Linked DNA regions of Mus musculus: region 1 is linked to region 2. A link is a contact called in public promoter capture Hi-C data. All regions are on one chromosome and are shown on one strand. Each heading gives the region's core, a stretch centred on a gene start, on an enhancer-like site or on the middle of the called end of the contact. The rest is flanking DNA. Distances are from core to core; before and after follow the strand shown.

What was found. Capture Hi-C pulls out chosen DNA fragments and counts their contacts.
Region 1: a promoter capture Hi-C map of pancreatic islet shows a contact between it and region 2. The contact joins the promoter of Hamp here to the promoter of Dmkn in region 2. A contact is called at or near these places in 11 of 39 promoter capture datasets (the 3T3-L1 cell line, the C10 cell line, the HPC-7 cell line and 8 more), 1 of 484 Hi-C or Micro-C datasets (CD8 T cells), 13 of 115 datasets of contacts at active chromatin or transcription factors (the 230-238 cell line, the SCID.adh cell line, acute myeloid leukemia and 7 more) and 4 of 9 other capture datasets (adipose tissue, liver, macrophages and 1 more).

What each region holds. Positions count from the first base shown.
Region 1 is chr7:30,942,738-30,945,437 of GRCm38.p6, reverse strand. Hamp (hepcidin antimicrobial peptide) reads left to right here and starts at 1,409. Exons shown (of 3, transcript NM_032541.2): 1 at 1,409-1,541. The coding sequence starts at 1,455. Usf2 (upstream transcription factor 2) reads left to right here. Exons shown (of 10, transcript NM_011680.2): 10 at 1-190.
Region 2 is chr7:30,762,493-30,765,231 of GRCm38.p6, reverse strand. Dmkn (dermokine) reads right to left here and starts at 1,476. Exons shown (of 20, transcript NM_001166173.1): 1 at 931-1,476; 2 at 540-716; 3 at 385-441; 4 at 131-181. The coding sequence starts at 1,308.

The DNA of each region.
Region 1 (2,700 bases), core at 160-2,659, 180 kb before region 2:
GAGCTGGAGAGATGGCTCATCAGTTAAGAGCACCTGCTGCTCTTCCATAGGTCCTGAGTTCAATTCCCAGCAACCACATGATGGCTCACAAACCTCTGTAATGGGATCCGATGCCCTCTTTAGTGTGTCTGAAGACATCGACCGTGTACTCATATAAATTAAGTAAATAAAACTTAAAAAAAAAAATGAACCCTGTCTTTGGCCTTACCACTTCCAAAAGTCCTCTTTGAGGAAGCATGTGGAACACATGAACAGCCCAATGAGCAGCAACAGAGGGGTAGAAGCCTTCCCAGGTTCTGGACAGAACTGACTGGATGCTCCCTGTGTAACTCAGGAATGCCGTCCAGTAGTTTATCTCTGGAGTCAAAGTTTGATAATATCTCAGGCTGCTCATACCAAGGGGTCCAGGTAATAGAAAGAGCACCACACAGGCTTTAGTAGTACTCCAAGAACTAGCTATAAAAGCCCTGGTGTAGGCTGTGTACCAATCTCTGTGGTATATGTTGTCCAAGTGGCATGGGGAGGTTCTGGCATAATCCCACTGCACTTGGAGCTGAGAGGGGGCACAGTCTGTTCCTGCTAAGCCAAGTGTCACACAATACTGTGTCCCCTGTGCTTAGAGGGAAACCATTTGAGGAATACATCGTCAAGCCAGACCCCTGCATCAGTGACTGGAAGGCAACTTTCAGCATAAACAACTGTAGAGCCCAGGAGGGAGTAGGCAGCCACTTAGAGGCCAAGTAGCACCAGCTGTTAACACAAAAGTGAGTTGGCACCGGTGGTAAAGACACAGAATCAGTACTCACTGCCATGTGAAACCAGTGTGTTTTTTATACACGAGCTTGTGAAATGCATTGGCTCTGCCTATGATTAGTGACTGCTGCCTCGGGAGGCAGAAGGGGAATCCAACATGACAGCTACATCATATGGTCTTCACAGTGGTCTCCACGGTGGACTCCAGGGCTAATGCTGACACAAACTCATGGGCCTAAAATGCTGGGATGCACCCTGCACATGTGTACGACATTGCTGGGTCCTTCTGAGAAACCCAGTGAGTAACAGCCATACTGAAGGCACTGATAGGGGTAAAGGTACAGTTCTTCCACTCACCAATCCAATCACTGTTTAGGGGAAAGAAGGGGAATTTTTCTGAGAGCCACAGTGTGACATCACAGGTGGCTGGCTGCAGGCTTGTGTCCCTGGTTCTGTCTGCCCCACCCTCTGGATGCACCTCTGCTGGCTGTAGGTGACACAACCCTGTCCCCTGTCACTGTTCCCGCTTATCTCTCCCGCCTGTTTGGCGCCACTATTTTCTTGGAAATGAGTCAGAGCAAAATGGGGGTGGGTGAGGCGCAGGTGACCCTCCTCCCACTAGTCCCATAAAAAGGACTGGGACTGGCTCCTAGACAGCCACCACACAAGTCCTTAGACTGCACAGCAGAACAGAAGGCATGATGGCACTCAGCACTCGGACCCAGGCTGCCTGTCTCCTGCTTCTCCTCCTTGCCAGCCTGAGCAGCACCACCTATCTCCATCAACAGGTGAGCACCCCAGGCCCATTGTGGTGGGAGAGCCAGGTCCCAGGCAGGCAGGAGCTGCTCACCACTGAGTAGTTAGAATGGCTCAGGAGTGATGGCAGCTGCTGACAAGGAAGAGGGTGGTCCTTAGTGGGAGCTGGGAAGCTGCACAGGTGTCCTTGAATAGCTACTCTGTTGTCCTACTGTGGAAAATGAAGCATGGTGGGAGCCAAACAAAAGTGTTCCTTGGCTGTCCCACCCCGTCAGGGCATTCTTTAAGCAGCCTTTACATGAGTATTTTATAAAGAATTACTGTGGATAGTACAAAAGACAATGGGCAGAAAAACTCTAATGAGGAAGGACCAGAGGTGGGGCTAAGAGGCTGACAGCCAGGCAAAGTATTCTATGAGAAAATGATACAGAAGTCGGGCAGTGGTGGCACATGCCTTTAATCCCAGCATTTGGGAGGCAGAGGCAGGTGGATTTCTGAGTTTGAATCCAGCCTGGTCTACAAAGTGAGTTTCAAGACAGCCAGGGCTACACAGAGAAATCCTGTCTGAAAAAAAAAAAAAAACAAAAAAAGAAAAAAAAAATGATACAGAAGGGTCTGGAGAGATGGCTTAGCTGTTAGGAACATTTGATGCTTGTGCATAGGACCTAGAGTCAGTTCCCAGCACCCATGTGGTGGATCACAACCATCCTGAACTCTACTTCCAGGGTACCTGATGCCTTCTGCCCTAGATGGCAGTCAGCAGTAAGCATGCATATGATACACATAGGCACTCAAGGCAATCACAAGACCCTTGGGGACTGTAGGGTCTGATAAGTGAAGCCAGTGTTGGCAATAAAGGGCTGTAGAGGTTCTGCTGTGCCGAGCTTTGTGGACAGCTGTGCAGATGATGATCTGTCCTGGAAAGCCACAATCCAGATGAATGTGCTATAAGCCTTTGTGCTATGGGGTGACCTGGTTATAAGAGATAAGATGCAGGGAAAACTGTCCGGAGTGTGCAAAAGCAAAGAAAGTGGGTGCTTTTAGGAGCATCCAAGGAATGGTGAGGGGACACAGGGCAGTAGGAGCCCTTCTAGAAATTCTGTCTAAGCACAGTCCCTAAATCTCTGGGGAGAAGCTGGCAGAGAAAAGTCAGGAAGCTATGCCGGGTACTCCACAAGATTCAATACCTCT
Region 2 (2,739 bases), core at 227-2,726:
AGAGACTCCACAATTGTCTTCCTTGTCCCCTTACAGGGCCCTGCATAGCTTCCCCCACCCTCACCCCCACCCTCAGAAAGCATTGTATCCCGCCTTCCCAGAGCCAAACCAGAGACAGCACTCCTCTTACCCCAGAGTTACTGAAGCTTTCATGGGAGCCAGAAGGTGGGGGGTTGGTACACTGTGGATGGAAGGGGATGTCATGAGGGACGAGATGTCAAAACGACCTCCACAGGCCAGGCTTCTCTTGCTGCCTGTGGCTTGGCTTTCTTGCCCCTTTCCAGTTCCCTCCCTCTTCCCTGGCTTGTGACCTCCACTCTCCCCCCCTTCCTCCTCCCCTTCTATTCATCCCTGCCACTGTGTCCCGTGCACACTTCTTCTTACCCCTGAGTTCTGGTTGTTGCCTCTCACTGTCCCGTAGCCAGGCTGAGCCACAGCTCCCTGCATGGAGGCAGAGACCAGAGACCGAGTTTAGGATCCAGAAATAAGGAGGGGTGGAGAGAACAGGGTTGAGGGATGGGTCTGGGTAGTGACTTTACCTGGGCATTGGTTTCATAGTTGAGTGGTCCGCCATTGCCACCCTGACCCACAGAGCCACCCAGAGAGTTAGTCCCATAGTTGCCTCCTGAGGCCCAGGGTGTCCCTTGAGGACCAGGATTGCCCTGGACTCCAGCACCACCTTGAGAGCCATATGCGCCATGACCTCCAGATGTCCCCTGCAAAGACAATACACCAGTCCTTAGTCTGACAACCATGAGAGAGGGAATCAGAACCATCAGGGAGAGAAGGAAGGGGGAGGGGGGACCATGCAGGAAAGAGAAGATTCATGACAACAATAGAAACTATCTCTTCACCCTCTGATCCATCTCCAGGTTCTTGACCCAGCCACCCCCACCCCCTGTCCGCACACCCGGCTTCCCAGCCACTCACCCAGGACCCAGCGTTGTGGACAGCATCTACCCCTTGGCGAATGATATCCTCAGCCTGTCTGCCAATCTCATTCCCAGCGTTCCCCAGAGATCTTGCTGCTTCCCCAAGCCGGTGCTCAAAAACATCGCCTCTGCTCCCCATCAATGTGGAGCCACCTTCCTCTCCGTGCCCCTGGCCTAGGGCATTCTGGATTCCAGAGCTGGCTGCTTCTTTAGCCCCTTGGCCCACAGCCTCTCCAATTCCATGGCTAATGGCATCTCCTGCTCCATGGGCAGCACTTGCCCCTGTGCCCTCCCCTCCACTGTGCAGCGGGTTAGCTGCCCCACCACCCAGACATAGGGCCAGCAGGAGGCAGGCCAGAGAGCCCTGTAGCTTCATCTCTGCCCAGCTCCCTCTCTCCTCTGAGGATGTCTGCAGCCCAGTCTATTTGTTCCCTTCTTTCTTCCTCTGGGCTGAGACCTTTTCCTTTCCTTCCTTGCTTCCTTATTCTCCTTCCCCAGGACCCACAGCCTTCTCTCTCTGTTCCCAGACTTCCCTGCTTTCCAGAGTCTTTCTTCTTGCCACTACCCCTTATACTGTAGGTTGGGAAAAGGTAACAGGGCTGGGCCGCTTAAGATCCCTCCTCCAGTGACTCAGGGCCTATCCACAGATAGGGTAATGAAGCTTAATTGTGAGCGAGAGCTTGTGTTGAAACAGAGAGAGCTCTCCGGAGCAGGCCATCGGGAGGGAGGGGAAAGAATAAGATGAGACGGATGCAAAAGTGTTCCAGTTGCCTAACCTCAGGAATTTGGGGCACAGGGTGGGGACAGGAGCATCTAAGGAGATAGGTGTTGTTGTCTTTTGGAGGCGGCAGGGTGGGGGTACTTAGGAAGCAGGGCTCACAAACAGGTGAGACCCCAAGGGTATAAAGAGAGCAAAGCCACAGGATAGAGGACCCATCCCGGGTAAGCCAGCATGCACAGGGGCACGAAGACTGGAAAGAGGTGACCATTTCCAGCTCCCATCTTTCTCCTGGCATGCCTCTACCTGCAGGTGCCTGTCCTCTCACACATCCACAGTGCAGTCAGACACTGGGAATTCTAGGGCTGTGGTTAAGTTCTGAGGTTCTGGGTACCCTGGTGTTGAAGGAGTGGCATACCTCTGTTAGTGACAAGGAAGGGTTCAGGCACTGAGAGTTCAGGAGCCCAGGGTGCGGAGCAGGGGAATTGGGAGGGTCAGTCACCCCCAGGGCAAGAGTAGGCGGGAAGACCAGGGGAGGGAGAAGCTGACCTAGACACCCATCCTGTTTACCTGCATGGAAAGACATGTGTGCCTGTAAGAGCTCACAGCCACTGTACTGCTGCTTGCTCACTGCCCGAAGCCTTCCAGGGGCCAGGGCAGCCCTGGTGAGGAAAGAGGGATCAGTACAAAATATCTCTCTCTCTCTCTCTCTCTCTCTCTCTCTCTCTCTCTCTCTCTCTCTCTCTCACACACACACACACACACACACACACACACACACACACACACACACACACACACCGGTACTCGTGGCCCTCACCACTGGTCACAGTTCCAATGGGGAAACCCAAGCATCCTCCCCATATCTTGTCCCTGTTCGACAAGTGTGACTGCTTCTCTGTTCCCAGGAGCCCCAGGCCCTCCCACTTGGAACCGACTTGTAACACTGGGCTTCATCACCTAGTTAGGAGGGGCCAGTTTCCATCTACCTTTCTCAACGTCTCTCAGTCAGTCTCTCCCCACCCCAACACCCGCACCCCAACTTGTAACATCTAACACTTCTCTGCATATAAACACCATTCCTGACTG